Linked DNA regions of Mus musculus: regions 2, 3, 4 and 5 are each linked to region 1. Evidence: chromatin contacts called from public HiChIP or PLAC-seq and promoter capture Hi-C data. All regions are on one chromosome and are shown on one strand. Each heading gives the region's core, a stretch centred on a gene start, on an enhancer-like site or on the middle of the called end of the contact. The rest is flanking DNA. Distances are from core to core; before and after follow the strand shown.

Evidence for each region. Promoter capture Hi-C pulls out the DNA fragments that hold promoters and counts their contacts. HiChIP or PLAC-seq counts read pairs in DNA pulled down with a chosen protein or histone mark.
Region 2: a promoter capture Hi-C map of pre-B cells shows a contact between it and region 1, with 2.6 times the contacts expected there. The contact joins the enhancer-like site here to the promoter of Aldh9a1 in region 1. A contact is called at or near these places in 6 of 39 promoter capture datasets (the 3T3-L1 cell line, the C10 cell line, HPC-7-derived erythroid cells and 2 more), 2 of 484 Hi-C or Micro-C datasets (the HPC-7 cell line and pre-B cells), 1 of 115 datasets of contacts at active chromatin or transcription factors (bone marrow-derived macrophages) and 1 of 9 other capture datasets (adipose tissue).
Region 3: a contact with region 1 is called in a promoter capture Hi-C map of second pharyngeal arch cranial neural crest. The contact joins the promoter of Lmx1a here to the promoter of Aldh9a1 in region 1. A contact is called at or near these places in 6 of 39 promoter capture datasets (cranial neural crest, frontonasal cranial neural crest, hippocampal neurons and 3 more), 3 of 115 datasets of contacts at active chromatin or transcription factors (embryonic basal ganglia and embryonic stem cells) and 1 of 9 other capture datasets (adipose tissue).
Region 4: a promoter capture Hi-C map of trophoblast stem cells shows a contact between it and region 1, with 2.1 times the contacts expected there. The contact joins the enhancer-like site here to the promoter of Aldh9a1 in region 1. A contact is called at or near these places in 2 of 39 promoter capture datasets (embryonic stem cells and trophoblast stem cells), 4 of 484 Hi-C or Micro-C datasets (the AML12 cell line, the N1E-115 cell line, cerebral cortex and 1 more), 2 of 115 datasets of contacts at active chromatin or transcription factors (astrocytes and large pre-B cells) and 2 of 9 other capture datasets (embryonic stem cells and pancreatic islet).
Region 5: an H3K4me3 HiChIP or PLAC-seq map of craniofacial prominence shows a contact between it and region 1, with 2.9 times the contacts expected there. The contact joins the enhancer-like site here to the promoter of Aldh9a1 in region 1. A contact is called at or near these places in 20 of 39 promoter capture datasets (the 3T3-L1 cell line, 3T3-L1-derived adipocytes, the HPC-7 cell line and 11 more), 3 of 15 datasets of contacts at CTCF or cohesin (the NIH/3T3 cell line, embryonic stem cells and pro-B cells), 59 of 484 Hi-C or Micro-C datasets (the AML12 cell line, B cells, the C10 cell line and 31 more), 16 of 115 datasets of contacts at active chromatin or transcription factors (astrocytes, cardiomyocytes, craniofacial prominence and 9 more) and 2 of 9 other capture datasets (adipose tissue and embryonic stem cells).

Annotation. Positions count from the first base shown.
Region 1 is chr1:167,348,635-167,351,529 of GRCm38.p6, forward strand. It overlaps Aldh9a1 (aldehyde dehydrogenase 9, subfamily A1), which reads left to right and starts at 1,357. Exons shown (of 11, transcript NM_019993.4): 1 at 1,357-1,782. The coding sequence starts at 1,602. Gm24182 (a small nuclear RNA gene) reads left to right here and starts at 391; the gene lies at 391-497.
Region 2 is chr1:166,897,925-166,900,819 of GRCm38.p6, forward strand. No RefSeq gene overlaps it. Among named protein-coding and RNA genes, the nearest start is that of Gm33404, 44 kb to the left of the region's middle. Within about 2 kb of position 1,492, at least 45 of the 459 cell types and tissues checked have an H3K27ac peak or open chromatin away from gene starts, as enhancers often do. A contact at or near this core is called in pre-B cells, where this site is marked.
Region 3 is chr1:167,688,134-167,691,028 of GRCm38.p6, forward strand. Lmx1a (LIM homeobox transcription factor 1 alpha) reads left to right here and starts at 1,425. Exons shown (of 8, transcript NM_033652.5): 1 at 1,425-1,717. The coding sequence starts at 1,642.
Region 4 is chr1:167,018,950-167,021,844 of GRCm38.p6, forward strand. The region is part of intron 1 of Fam78b (family with sequence similarity 78, member B); the gene reads left to right. Among named protein-coding and RNA genes, the nearest start is that of Fam78b, 19 kb to the left of the region's middle. Within about 2 kb of position 1,377, at least 4 of the 459 cell types and tissues checked have an H3K27ac peak or open chromatin away from gene starts, as enhancers often do. A contact at or near this core is called in trophoblast stem cells, where this site is marked.
Region 5 is chr1:167,647,488-167,650,382 of GRCm38.p6, forward strand. No RefSeq gene overlaps it. Among named protein-coding and RNA genes, the nearest start is that of Lmx1a, 41 kb to the right of the region's middle. Within about 2 kb of position 1,389, at least 9 of the 459 cell types and tissues checked have an H3K27ac peak or open chromatin away from gene starts, as enhancers often do. A contact at or near this core is called in craniofacial prominence, where this site is marked.

The DNA.
Region 1 (2,895 bases), core at 107-2,606:
GGGTTTGGGTCACACTCTACTTTTATTGCCACGATTAGATCAACAGATGCCATGGTCACATTTCTGGAACATACATCAGACGATCTAAATGTAACAAATCAACATGGGATGGCTGGGCAGAATACTTTAAACACAACTGGCCACAAAACGACCAGCTGTTATCTCTGTACCTGTCAATGATCTTGACCCAGGCCAGATGTTTCCAGATGTTTCTGACCAACCCCAACAAAAGCAGTCCTTTGAGTTCGGGCCTAGGTGTTCTTAATTGGGTACTGCTGTTTCCATTTGAGGACCCAAACCTACACATCTCAGAGGCACTGAAAAGATTAATTCGTACAGAGAGCTGAGAAAATTGACCAAAATTTTTACTAAATTAGAAGAACACATTCCATGCTCGCTTCGGCAGCACATATACTAAAATTGGAACGATACAGAGAAGATTAGCATGGCCCCTGCGCAAGGATGACACGCAAATTCGTGAAGCGTTCCATATTTTTGAGCTAAGACGAAAGGATGGACTATCTAGAGACTACCCCACCCGGGGATCCATCCCACACTCAGCCACCAAACCCAGACACTATTGTATATGCCAGAAAGATTTTGCTGAAGGGACCCTGTTATAGTTGTCTTGTATGAGGCTATGCCAGTGCCTGGCAAATACAGAAGTGGATGCTCACAGTCTTTTAAAAGATGGAACACAGAGCCCCCAATGGAGAAGCTAGAGAAAGCACCCAAGGAGCTGAAGGAGTCTGCAACCCTATAGGTGGAACAACAATACGAACTAACCAGTGCCCCTAGAGCTCGTATCTCTAGCTGCATATGTATCAGAAGATGGCCTAGTCGGCCATCATTGGGAAGAGAGGTCCCTTGGTATATTGCAAACTTTATATGCCCCAGTACAGGGGAATGTCAGGGCCAAGAAGAGGGAGTGGGTGGGTAGGGGAGCAGAGCAGGGGAAGGGTATAGGGAACTTTCGGGATAGCATTTGAAATGTATATAAAGAAAATATCTAATAAAAAAAAAGAAAAAAAGAAGAACACATTCCCTAATACTGTGCTTCTACAAAGCACAAAAAGAAATCAAAGAAATACAGTAAGGAGAATGTTGCAAAAGCTTGCAGGCCCAGTAGAAGGGGTCTCATTATCCTTCCAGGAACTCCTTCGGGATCTGGACCGGAGGACTTGGGTGGTGTGGTGTTCCACGTAATTATCTAGGCCAAAGGTCTTCCAGTTCCAGCCCCAGAAGCTCTCACCAGGCCCTTAATTATGCTGACTAGGCCCAAGCTACTCACTCTAGGCTCTCATTGGCCGTCCTCTCACGCCACACCCCCTCGTGGCACGAGGCCACGCCCCTCCCACTGTCCCTTCCTCCCAGTGGGCTCTACTGGGCTCTCCTTGAGGGCCCCGGGTCTTCACACTCACGGTCCACACCTCCCCGAGGTCCTGTTCCCTAGTGGTCCACCCCTGCCCAGCCAGGGTCGCCTCTTTCCATGGGCCACGCCCCAGAGATTCCGCCCCTCGCCACTCCCTCCTCGTTACCGCGCTATCTCCCCCTCCAGTAGTAATCTGCTGGGGCTTCCGGACGCTTTGCACGCGTAGCAGATGATCCTCGGTGCAGTCGGTTCTGTGCTGACCTCGCTCCTCCGCATTCACCGGGCTGCAGCAGTCGCCGCCATGAGTACTGGCACCTTCGTCGTGTCGCAGCCGCTCAACTACCGCGGCGGGGCCCGTGTGGAGCCGGTGGATGCTTCCGGCACGGAGAAAGCGTTCGAGCCAGCCACCGGTAACCTGGCGCGGGGCGGCACGCGGATGGGGTGGGTCTTCCCCGGCCCTGTGCACTGAGTCTGCTGCCCCGAGTCCTTCCGAGCTCTCCGCCAAGGGTTGCTGAACTTGCGTGGTCGCAGCACGGAGCACAGAATGTTGGGGAGGCTCCTGGAAAAGAGGGGGCGCTATGGGTGCGGTGGGGTGCGCTGGGGGGCCGGGAGTAACTACATGGCTGGAGCAGGAGAGTCTGGCGTAGAACCTGTGGGTCTTTTGAGTTTTGAGAGCTGGGCCTGCAGGAGAGTCTGCTACTGGGATGTTGACTCACAGGTGATTTCTGTTATGCATGATCCACATGACCTTCCCCCTTCTAGTGCTGGGATATTTCTGAACTTCGATGAGAGTTGGGAAAGGAGAGAAAAAAAAAAACAGCAGCCGACAACATCTGTTTAGCTTTAGTGCCTGCTAGCTCTCCAGGTTAACAAGAGAGAGAGAGAAAAAAAAACATTGAACATGTGTAATCACGTGTAGTGCTTACCACTGTTAATTAATGAACTTATCCGTTATCTCCACGTAGTTTCCACCTATGAGTAGTGAGAACTTTCATGCTCTGCACACTTGGCAGATTTTAAGTGAATATGTATTTTACGGTATTATTAGCTGTAATCACGATGTTCATTAGATTTCTACAGTTCATCCTTGCAAGCACTTAATGCTTTGGAGCAAACCCTTAGCACAAACTAAGGAGGAAGCGAGTTCTTTGTTTCTTGGACTTTGGGTTGACTTTTGTGTTTGTTTTGATTATTCTTATTGAATATTCAGAGCAGGGAAAAAAAATGTGTTCTGTAAGCCAGAAGGGCTTGTTTAGTGAGAGAAGTAAAAGTACACTGACCTCCACGAGGCAGGGATTTGCCAGAACCTGAACTGATGGGAGAGGCCATGATAGCTGGGAAGAGTTTCTCAGCCTGCCTCCCTTTAGAGGCACAGAAGCAGCATTGCCCGCAGGTGAGCTCTGGCCATTGCCTTTACTCGCAGGCGATCTTCAGCCATTCTGGTTTGTCCAAGAAATAGGTTTATGAAATCTCAGAAATTCCTTGTGAAAAGAAACTGCTGAAAACCTTTTGTTGGTCGAGTT
Region 2 (2,895 bases), core at 242-2,741, 450 kb before region 1:
GCTGGGATCCACTATGGTGTATAAAAAAGATGGAGCCTTAGCTCATCTCCCAGTCCCCCAAGGAAATAACCAGTCCATCTTCCAATATTCACTGAGCCCTCCATCTGGTCCAGCCCTGTGACAGATTCCAGGGGACCAAGATTACAAGAATAAGGCAATAAAAAGAACTTTGGAAGAAGTAAGCAAGAATCTGTACCTCAAGTTTGTTGCTTGTTTTCAAAGCTTCCCATTCAGTTGAGGAAAGACAATGGCTGCATCGAAACATTTAACAAAGCAAGATAGAGACAAGAAATCCAGACGAATGCACAGGGGAATGGCAGATGTTGAGCCGGTCAAGGGTGATAGACGCAGGGGGGGGGGGGGACACGACACGGACACATGCTGGAAATGTTAGTCCTAAGAATGACAATTTGCTGTAATTTTGCCCTGGTGAACAAAGCCAGCCATGAGCCAATCCAGAGTCCCTGTTGGTGAGCAAATTATACGTGAAAATATAATGCTCTGATAACCATTGCCAAACTAGACACCAAATAGCTCTTGGATGAAAGGTCTAGGTTTTTAGTGACAGTCAGCTGGCTGGTAGGTAATTTTTCCCCCCAGAAACAGTCTCAACTCTCTTGATTACAGGAAACTAAGATTGAACATTTTATTAAGAACATTAATTTTCCCCAGAACTAAATTCTAAGCTTCAACTTTGAAAGTAATTCCATCCTAGAATATATTTAGGAGCTGTTTGCTTTGACAGTAGAGGCACCCATGCCTTCCATGAACTTGTTGCCACTACAAGACAAAACAGGCTGCAAAACTCCTATCGCCTTGTATAAACTTTTGGCCAGAGATCATATCTCAACTCCCATATTCTTTCTCTATGAAGGACAGCCCTGTGTAACAGACGTATTGTGATCAGAGGTAGATACAGGTAACAGTGATTCTACAGCTTGTACACTTTAGAGAGCACTGTGGGAGGAGAACACACAAAATGTGGGGGCTGGACAGATGGCTCAATGATCAAGAGACCTGGCAGCTCATCCAGAGAAGCCAGATTCAGTTCCCAGAATACACAGTGTCTCACAGTCATCTCTAACTCCAGTGCTGGAGGAGCTGATGGCATCTTCTGACCTCTGTGAGCACTCGGTGTGCACATGGTACACAGACATACACCCAGGCAAATAGTTCATACAAATAAAATATAAAATAATATTCTTAAATACAAATCTTTAATAAAAATAGATATAACTTAGCTACTTATGTAAGATAGGAAAATTATCAGAGGAAATCCATGGATCCTAGGTGTTAAGTAACTATTACTTCCTAATTGAAATATCCTCTCTGAGAAGGAAGAGAAAGGCTCCTAAGACTCATTAAGCTAAGAAAACTTTTAAGACTCAGAAAGCTATAAGCTTTACAAGATGCCTCCCTAAGGTTACGAAAGCAGTAAACACTGTCTCAGGAGAATATTTTATTTGGCCAGAGGAACCACCCGGAAGTCACACAGGAAGCTTCAGGGACGCAGCTGTCACAAGTTATCATCCATGCTGGGGTGGGGTTTTCTAATGATGTAGCTGCGCCCTGAGGAAATCATACTTCTCCAAGTTATCTTTCACCCATGCTCCCAGAAGTAATCTCTGTGAACTGACTGGTTCATTAAGTTAGACTCCGATAGAGCCTTTTCTTTGGTCTGTTTCCAGTGCCTCGAGTGGATGAATACATGTTCGCTCACAGCTCCCCAGGAAAAGCCACAGGATGCTTGTTCTTCAGAAACCTCTTAACCATAAATGGGTTTGTGGCAACGTTTTTCCACCTGCATCCTGGCCTGCCCTCCCCACCAACGACACAGTGACTCCCTGCATCTCTGTGCTACCCAGGCTCAAACTTTGAACTCTGTTTACTACCCAGTAGGTCAGCCTCTGACCCGGCTCCTCTTGTAGCTAGGCTCACTTATTGCCCCCAAGTACCACTCTTACTCTGGATAGTCAGAGTACCCAGTCACCCTGCCCTGGTTTCATACATTTTATTTGGCAATTTGCTTTGTCTATGGCTAGACTCAACAACCACCTGTTGACCAAGAGGTGGGAAGCACCGTGCTGCTATGGAGATGAACTTTCTAGTAAATGGCCGTAATATCTACATATTTTGAGGAAGTGAGTCCTCATTTGTTCATTTATTTTTATGTTGTTTACTATAAGAATTGCCGATGTGCTAGGACCTGAGCAAGAGATCAAGTGACAGAGCCACATCAAGGAAACTGGTATTTCCACTTCTCTCAGGTGAGAACCTGAGTCACTGGAACCTGCTAAGTATCTGCCAATAACAGAGCCAGGGTATGAGAGGTGAGCCTATGTTTTTTAGAGCCAGAGGTTTAACCACCTGGCTAACCATCTAGCAAGAGCCTTCTCTTTTTTGATGCAGACACATACAGACAGACACACTCACTCCAATAATAGATGCTTATGGGCTGCAATTTACAGAGCATTTCTTTCGAAATTGTATCGTCCATCTTCTAATAACCCTGTGAAACACAGGGGAGAAGGGAGAGGAACAAGCCAGGTCTACACTGTCAGCCAGCTGGGGCCTGGAGAAAACCCCTTTTTGGCAGAATGGGGAGAGTTCTGATTAAATCATTTGTAAGGCGCTCTGCTGTCCTTTGAACATCCCTCTGGCAACTCCAACCATATATCCCTTCCCACAGGCCCCTTTGTCATGTGAGTAGAATCGGAGGAGGCAACTGAGCAGGAAGAAAAGGAAGGGAGAGATTGATGGCGGGGTTTGAGTCTATTCAGAGGCAGGAGCAAATGTGCAGCCACGAAGAAACTTAAAGCTTTTTTGGCCAAAAGCCCTGAAGCTGAGGAGTTCACTAGATGCCGGGATTTGTTTCCGCTCAGCCAGCTGCCAGCG
Region 3 (2,895 bases), core at 175-2,674, 340 kb after region 1:
GCCAGAAACGGTGAGTTGAGTTTTAAGCCAAAACAAATTTGTAAGTTGCAGGAGCAAGTGGGTGAATGAAAATCCGAAGAGCTTGGAGCTTCTGGTGCCAGAGTTCACAAAGCAGAGAGGATTGGGGTTGGGGGCTCTAGGCGATCCCCGCGACCTCCAGGTGTCTGAGGTTAGTCATCACTTACGGTGCAGATCCGAGAGCAACCGGATCCCCATCCCGCCCGCGTGAAGTCTAGGTGGCACGGATCTCTGCCGAGTCTGGGGTGTAGCTCCCCCGGGGCAACCGTTCCACGTGGAGAGAAGGAAAAGTTTGGCGCGTCCGGGAGGTCCGGGCAGCAGACTGGAGCATCAGGCTGTAGCCTCGCGGTGGGTCGAGCAGCCAAGCCGGGGAAACAGAGCACCGCGGGCCCCGCCACGGGACGCGCTCCCAGGCCCCCGCCCTGCGCACCCCACCCCCTTCCCGGGCCGCGCACGCAGCCAGCGGCCACTGTCAGAAACCGCCCGAGCCGCCTCGAAGAAGGCAGGGCGGACTTTGCACCCAGGACCCTGGGCCTCCGGTTCCACCGCCGATCTTGGAGCAGCCGCCTGGTTTCCCCTTCCCGGCTGCAGAGCGGCGCGTGTTGGCGGGACGTCCCGAGGAGGATCGGCGGCTTGAGGCCACGGCCCGGCCCCACTCCGGCGCGCCGAGGAGCGGAATCGGGGGCCGGCGTTCGCTCCTGCTCTCTCCCGGGTGCGCCGGAGTCCGGGCGGCTGCTCTGGCTGCAGCCTAGGGGACGCCTCCTCCCTCCGCCAAAGCTGCCCGGCGTCTCCCGGCCACTTCGCGCTGCTCCGGACGCTGGGCGCGAGCTCGCCCATCAGGTAAGGAAGGCTGCGGGGATCCTTAGGCTCCGGCTCGGGCGGGCGTGTTTCTGAAAGTTGATTTGAAATGCATCCAAGAGTGAACCGGGCCAGTCGCGGCTCCTCCCCAAGGCGACTCCTTTGCTCCTGCAGACGTTCCCGGCACTGGCCGACCGGCGGGAGGACCTCCCCGCGCGCCCCGCACGCCTACTCCCGAGCGCCCCCCCCCCACCCCCCAAGCAGAGCGCTGCGCCAGGAGTACGGAAGCAGGCGGGACAGTCTCCGAGTCCCTTACTCTGCCTCTCTCTAAGACAGGTGAGGGTCGAAAGTGAGTGGTGGTGCCACTGGGATATCGGACCTGGTTGGTCCCGGCTTGGCCCTGGCTCTGAGAGCAGGCGTACCCCCACCCCATCACACAGAGTACCATAGTTCTAGTGGTGGGATCCCTAGGGGCCACATTAGTATAGGATGGGGCGGAGTCGGTCTTGGAATGGGAAACCTGGGGACAGGGGTGGGGGTGGGGGTTAGGAGAACGCAGTTAGGGGGCGGAGGCCTTAGCACATAACGCGTTGACTTCAAGTGAAATCAGAGCCGTCCGAGCAGTTCACGGTGGCTCTTCTCTCTCCTCCCACCTTACATTTCCCTTGTCTGGACTCTACCCTCTAGGCTCATTCTTGTCGCCCTGGACACTGCTTCTGTCCTGTCCCAGGAGAGTGGCAACTGAGGGTGCGGAGTCCCAACAGGCACGGGAAGCTAGACTCAACCGTTCCTCCGCTCTACAGGTCCTCCTGGCTCACCCCGAACATGTTGGACGGCCTGAAGATGGAGGAGAACTTTCAAAGTGCGATTGAGACCTCGGCATCTTTCTCCTCTTTGCTGGGTAAGTGTTCAACCGCATGCTCCCTAGAGCATCCTCCTTCTGCCGGGGCCGGGAGCTCAGTACGTCAGGTCTCTGATACTGGGTTAAGCGACCAGACTAGCACCCTCTTCGCGCGCACACAGAGGTGCCCACAATCTCTGTCTTTCCGTGTCCATCAGTCCTTTTGAGTCGTCCCTACCTAAATACAACCATCAAGCCTCCCCAGGCTTCACGAGTTCAACATCGAATTCCCCAAAGCCTTGAGGGGCGGGCGAGCATGTTCACAAGGCATTTGAGTGGCAAGTGATTAATAATACCCAGGGCTGGATTTTTAATCACGGAGCTGATCGACGGCTCATAAATGCCACCGGTTTCTCAGAGGCCTGTGTCCTAGCATGAGAGATCCGAGGCCCAGAGCGCCCAGGTTCTTCTCTTCCCCCACCAACTGCAGCCCCAATTTTAGTATTGGGCATGGCCGAGAGGCTTTTCCGGGCTGGTGGGCAGCGCTGCGCTGGGATTAGCTTGCACGGCGGGGCCCTTGCCTGGTCTTTAATTAACTGAAGCCGGACCCCTGTTCCGCAAGCTTGGTATCCCTCTACCCCCAACCCAGCCACTTCGAAGGAGCAGAGAATAGAGAGATCCAAAGAGTCATACCCATGGGTCTTTCAGAGTTCAGGCTTGTTTTGCCAGTGTCTCTTCAACTCTCCCTTTGGAATTTTCAAGTTTGGAGAAAAAAATGTTTTGTTTTGTTTTGTTTTTAAATTTTCTTTCTTCCTGTGTTTCTTCCCGCTTCTTTCTGAAGGAGAGATTTTTCTTTTATTTAAACCTCTTGCCTCTTTCTCTAACTTTAGAACCAATAGAGTGGGGCTGAAAAAATTTCGATTATAGAAACCATGTCCAGAGAGAAATCGCCCACTCCACCCCAACAGTTCAGAGGAAACGAAATTACAAAACCCATGCCCTCTTCTTTCAACCTCCCTTTCGAAATTGTCAGGATTTTCTCCCCAGAGCAAGAAGGAAGACGCAGGCTAGAGCCTGTGTGCGGACTCAGGCACACTGGGTTTGGTTCTCTGCACCATGAGACCCGCGACCCATCCTATGGTTTGTCCCAACCATAGGATGGGGTGCTGAGACCAAGACAACAGAAATTTACAATTGAGAACGACCACTTTCTCCCCAGGCCTTCTTGCTGGCTTCCC
Region 4 (2,895 bases), core at 127-2,626, 330 kb before region 1:
TCAGAATTCTGGGAACCCCAATAGCTTTTATGTGTGTCCCAAGTGGTTTGGGGACCTTGGAGTCAGACCTACAAGAAATTGAACAGACCATAAAAAAGACAGAAGTGGCTAACTGAGCCTGAGTGCTGAGTACAGAGGGAGATGAGGAGTCTAAAGCAAACAGTGACGACTGTTTAGTGTAACTCTGTATGGCTCAGAGTAGAGTCGGTGCAGATGTTCAGCTAGTGGCTGCTCTCTTTGCCAAGATCAATGGCTTTCAACAAGTGGGTCGTGGCTCCATTGAGAGTTGAACACGGGTATATCAGATACCCCTCAGATATTTACATCCCGATACATAACAGTAGAAAACTTACAGGTGGCAACGAAATAACTTTACCTTTACAGTTGGGGTCATCACAATGTGAGAAACTGTACTAATGGTCCACAGGATTAGGAAGGGCGAGAAGCACTGGCCAAGAGTTTGACTGAGATGTCTCCTAGGGTTTTTTATTCTGATGCCTTCTCGGTATGGAATTTGAGCGTTAGTTTTATGTATACCCTGACCCGTTGTGTATTCCCTAACTTCCTGTCTAAACCATCTTGGAAACTTTCTAGGCTCCAGCCCACCCCACCCCTGCCCCCTCAACTTCAAACCTTCACCTTTGGTGTAAAGAAGCTTGGCCCTCACAACACTGCTTTGACTTGTGTTGCTGGTTAACAAGTCTTCTAACACCAGGAAATACGAACAGCTTACTTTCCATCCGTCTTCATTCCCAGAGAAATGTATCATCCTAAGCAGCCCATTAGTTGGTCTTGATTCATCATTTTATCAAATGTCTTTAAGATTTATATTAACCACTGTTCTAAGCATGGTGACGGAGAGGTTAAAAATGGGAATTTTTAAGTTTAACTTAGAGACAGATAGATATAATGCTTGATGTCCTAAAGTACCATAAAATGTTGTACGAGGAACAGAAATTAATTCTTGGGGTCAAAGGCCTTTGTAAGAAATGGTGGTCATTGTGGACTCTGAGGCCTTCTGGGAAGATGTTGAACCAACCAAGCAGTGCTAATATTTATCCTTCATCCAGGTCCTACGTGCATAGTGAGCTTCTCTTCAGTGAATTCCCTTTGTTCCTCCCTGTAGCTGTATGAGAAGGGCAGAGAATGTATCTTTGGTGTTGCCCATGAAGAAACTGAGACTCTGAGAAAGTCTATGATTTGTCCATGATAGGGGGAGAAGACAAAAGACTGAAGAAGTGTCTCTGACTCACTACCCACCTCTGGTCTACATTATCATCCCACTAGCCTTCAAGTTCTGAATTTGAATACCTGCTTAATCGGCAGCCAACAAGAAGAAAGCATTAGTCACCTCTCCTTTGGAAAGCTTGCATGAATGGGCTCTGCCGAATGCCAAAAATGGGTCTGACTTGGGCCTGTCTATGAGTCTGTAGAAGTTCCAAGACTGGACATTTTGCTGACTTTAGCTAAGAAAATGCACCGTGGGCTATCTTTGAGTCATAAAGCAGCTAGAAGGAACTTTGGAGAAATATCTGAATCCTGTCTTCCCCTCCTCCCCACAACCCAGAGGCAGGTGACTGTCTCCTCCCTGCAGACCTGTGTTCCTGCTGTCCACTGAGAAGCCCTCTTCCCTGTTAAAAACCTAGACAAAGTGCAAGTGTCCCTTGGGCACCAGCTTGCAGAATGCTTGGATGGAAGATGGCAGGCATACTCTGGGAGGTTGGAGCCGAGACAGTGACGTGAGATAACAAAGCTTTCTCAATATAAAATCCCCACCCTTAGTCTATGTTGTGTGAGGGCGCCCTCCAAGTTGTATAAATGAATTTGGATCAGCTTTAATGGAAGTGGGAGGAATCTGAAGTAGAGATTCCTGCATCCTGGCTTCCTGAGTCTCTGTGTATCAGAAAGGAGTTTATCATCTGTGTCCCGAGACCATCCTTCATGGTGACTACAGTGACTAGAGGGGACTCCTCTGATTTGACAGGATTTGTCCCAACCTCCTTCCTGTCCTCTTTGACAGAGTTTATGTTTTAGTTCCTTTTCTTGTTGATGTAAGAAAATAACCTGAGAACAGACACTTAAGGAAGGGCTTGTTGTGCTCACAGCCCGTCGTGGTGGGAAGATTACAGAGCAGGAGCTCGAGACAGCTGGTCACATTGCATCTAATCAGGAAGCAAAGGCTCCTAGCTTTCTTTCTGTTGCTGTGATAACGGCCATGGCCAAAGGCAATTTGGCTTACGTGGCTCAAGTCACAGTCTGGGGCAGGGCAAGGCATGAACTGAACTTGGAGGTAGGAACTAAGGCCGTGGAAGAATGCTGCTTACTGGCTTGCTCCTCTTACTGGCTTGCTCCTTTTGGGTTGCTCAACCTGCTTTCCTTTACAACCTAGGACCACCCGCAGAGGACTGGGCCCTCACTAATCAAGACTACACTCCACAAGTTCCCTCTTCTCAGATGGCTCTAGCTTGTGTGAAGGGGATTGAAAACCGAGCCAGCACAGAGAAGGTGCCCAATGCCGCTGGTGAGCTCTCCTAGGATTCATCAGTCCAGGACCCCAGCCTAGGGATGGCGCCACCCGAGTTTAAGGTTGTTCTTCCCACCTCTGTTAACTCAGTCTGCCTCCTTCACAGAATGCCCAGGGGTTTATTTCCATCGTAATTCTAAGTCCCATCAAGTTGACTGTTAAAATTGACCCTTACAGTTTGAGATGCAAAGAGGCTGGTACTAGGGCAGTTATGTGCCTTCAAATTTAAATTGTGGCTAGTTCCCCCACACTCCACCCCACTCCTGGAGTTTTCCAAGAAACCCCACATTCTTCATGAACAAGGGAAAGAAGAGAGGTTCGGTTGCCTTCTTAAGGGGAAGATGAATGGGTTCTCAAAGAAACCTCTGAGC
Region 5 (2,895 bases), core at 139-2,638, 300 kb after region 1:
CGCCTCGTCTTAATCCTCCTAAAACAGTTCACCAGCTGGGGACTAAGGATGCAAATATATGATCCTATGGGGCCATTCTCACGCAAACCACCATGCCATGGGAATGAAACTGTAGTCGTCTACTCTGTGTCACTTTTAAGACTTTGCCACACTCAGCCCTAAATGGGATATCTTTGTCAAATGTCAACCCCCTACCTCCCCATTCAAGGCTCAGAGAACCATGCAGAAGAGGAAGCAAAAAGATTGTAGGAGCCAGAGTTACTGATGCCCCCAAGGAAACATCATTTTCCACACACAACAGAACTCACAGACTGTGGCAGCACACATAGACCTGCAATGGGAGAGAGGAGAGAGCAGTCCTTGGTGCCCAAGTTCTGTCAGACAGTGATTACAGCTTGTTTGGAATTAGATCTCATACACACCTGTGGGGAATGGAACATTTAATCCTAGGGCAGAGACGGGGAAAGCCTGGTTTCCTGAAGTGAAACAGAAGAGAGTTGTCACCAGTATGAGATGTGAATGCTCTGAAAGATGAGGAGTCAAGATGCTGACCCAGTTGATAAATGGCACTACAGCCACGTGGGCACATGTCACGGTACCTCTTACCTGCAAGACCAGTGTTCTATATGCATCTCCTCCTTATACCACCAAAGCCCTTCTGGGAGGTGGGGACTGCCACCATTCTCATTTCAATGATGACGACATCAACACTCAAGAAAGTGCATTTAACTCAATTAGTTATTTATTTAATTTAATACAGGGTCCCATAGCTAGTTATGGTAAACCCCACAGTCAAACTCATAATTGTCTCTTATTACTTCACAGTCTTTTAACCACTGCACACCATCACTGATAGGACAGCCAGTCCAGGAAAGGAACTTTATTCCACACATAGTTCAGTGTGAGTGCCTCCGCCTGCCCTGACATCCTAGGATCGTCTGATACTGTCGTTGCCTCTGGTTTCCTTCTTGAAACTACTATTTCCACTCCACTCCTAGCACAAATACTTCCTCCCCTGGATGAAGCTGACCACACACACAGGGCAGGGGAGAGGCACTGGCACGATAAGGGTCATCTGTGTTGGGGTGTCCATGGGCAGCTGAAGAAGGATATTCTCCGCCAAGCTGCCTGATTCCAAACGGGCTCAGCCACGTTTGTTCAGACTTTCCAAGTAATTTCATCCCTGGGGTGGAAACAGAGCATGGAATGATTTGGAGCAAAAGGACAATTTTTGGACAATTACAAGTGAGTGAAACCAGGAGGTTTATAATGGAAGTTGTCTCTCAACCCCTTAACTTTTAGCATTTTGTAACCAAGGATTCTGTCTCTCAGGTTTTGGTGGTGGGAACACAATGCTAAGCAGCTGTCTGGAACAGCTTCTAGAGGTCCAATAATTAGAAACAGCTACACTGACTCCGGGGCCCATTGGTTGGGTTGCAAGGAGCATGGCTGTACATTCAGAGGGAGAAAGAGAAAAAAGGCTGGAAACGCGTAAAAAATAAAAATTCAACCAAGTATGTCAGATGTGTTTTTTTTTTAAAAGTGGCTTGCATTTTGCTTTTCAAAATTGCACTGTCTAATCTTAATAATTCTTGTGTGAGGAATGAGCTGGAAGAAAAGTCAAAAATCCTGACAATAATGGGGAGCCAGCCCCATCTATTATTGGGGGGCACACGGTCAGTGGAAGGCGACAGTGTGGTTTACGAGTAAATCAGGTGACACGGCTAGGAAGTTAATATTGTCTGCCAAAAATAAAAAAAAGTGTAAGGAGCCTTGTTGTCATCTTCCAATTTCCTCAGACAGATTTAAAAGCTGGAAAACGCCCAGCTATTGTGCAGGCCTGAGACACGGGCTTCCTGGAGACAGATAACAAGCTTTTTGGGTGTCCCTGTCTACTCGGTGGTTTCTCGAAGCCTTTGTCTTTGGTCTTACAATGGCTGAGATAACGTGGACCATATGAAGGGGCTGCACATATGGAGAGGGTGGGATGTTGTAGGCAGAGGGACTGCCGGGATAAGGCAGAAGCAAGAATTGAGGGCAAAGGTAAAAATAGCATTTCCAGAAGCATGGTAAGGGGCGGGACTTGGGGAAGAGGGGAAGTCTCCACTCACCCAAATGCATCCATCACAGCAGCCTTGGACTGATACCATGGAGCCCACCACCTCTGCCTGCCTTCCCAGTGTGTCCCGGCAGGTGGTGGGTGGGAGCCAGACTCCTGGTCTTCAACCGCCAATTTACTCCCGCCTTAGAGGTAGTCTGGAGCTGGACATGTCTGGGACATGGCTGTCTGTCTGTGAGTCTATTGAGTAGATGGCCCCAGAGGGGCTAAAACTACCTTTTAGCTGAAAGGTTGTTTTTTTTTTTTAAAAAAAAGATTTATTTATTTATTATATGTAAGTACACTGTAGCTCTTCAGATACACCAGAAGAGGGCATCTGATCCCATTACAGATGGTTGTGAGCCACCATGTGGTTGCTGGGATTTGAACTCAGGACCTCTAGAAGAGCTGTCAGTGCTCTTAACCACTGAGCCATCTCTCCAGCCCCTTGATGAAAGTTAAGGAATGGAGCCTGGGACTGTCTCAAATCTTAAAGAAAGCTCAAATACGTGCTCTCGGTACTAGGGAGCTTGGTGCCCCTCCAGGAAGAATGAAGTGACAGATTGTGGGAGCTGCAGGTAAAGACCATCTTCTACATATTCAGACACCCTAGGGAAGGTGACACTCATAATGGCCCAGAACTGGCAAACAGGGCCTTGTTTGTACCTCTTCTCCATATTCAGAGTGCATCAAAACACCCGGGAATTAACAGAGGGAGCCAAAGAGCTTGGCCCAGGTCCTGCGGGTTCAGGATAAGGTGGACTTTGTGGGAAGGCCTAGAAACTCAAGAGTTACCA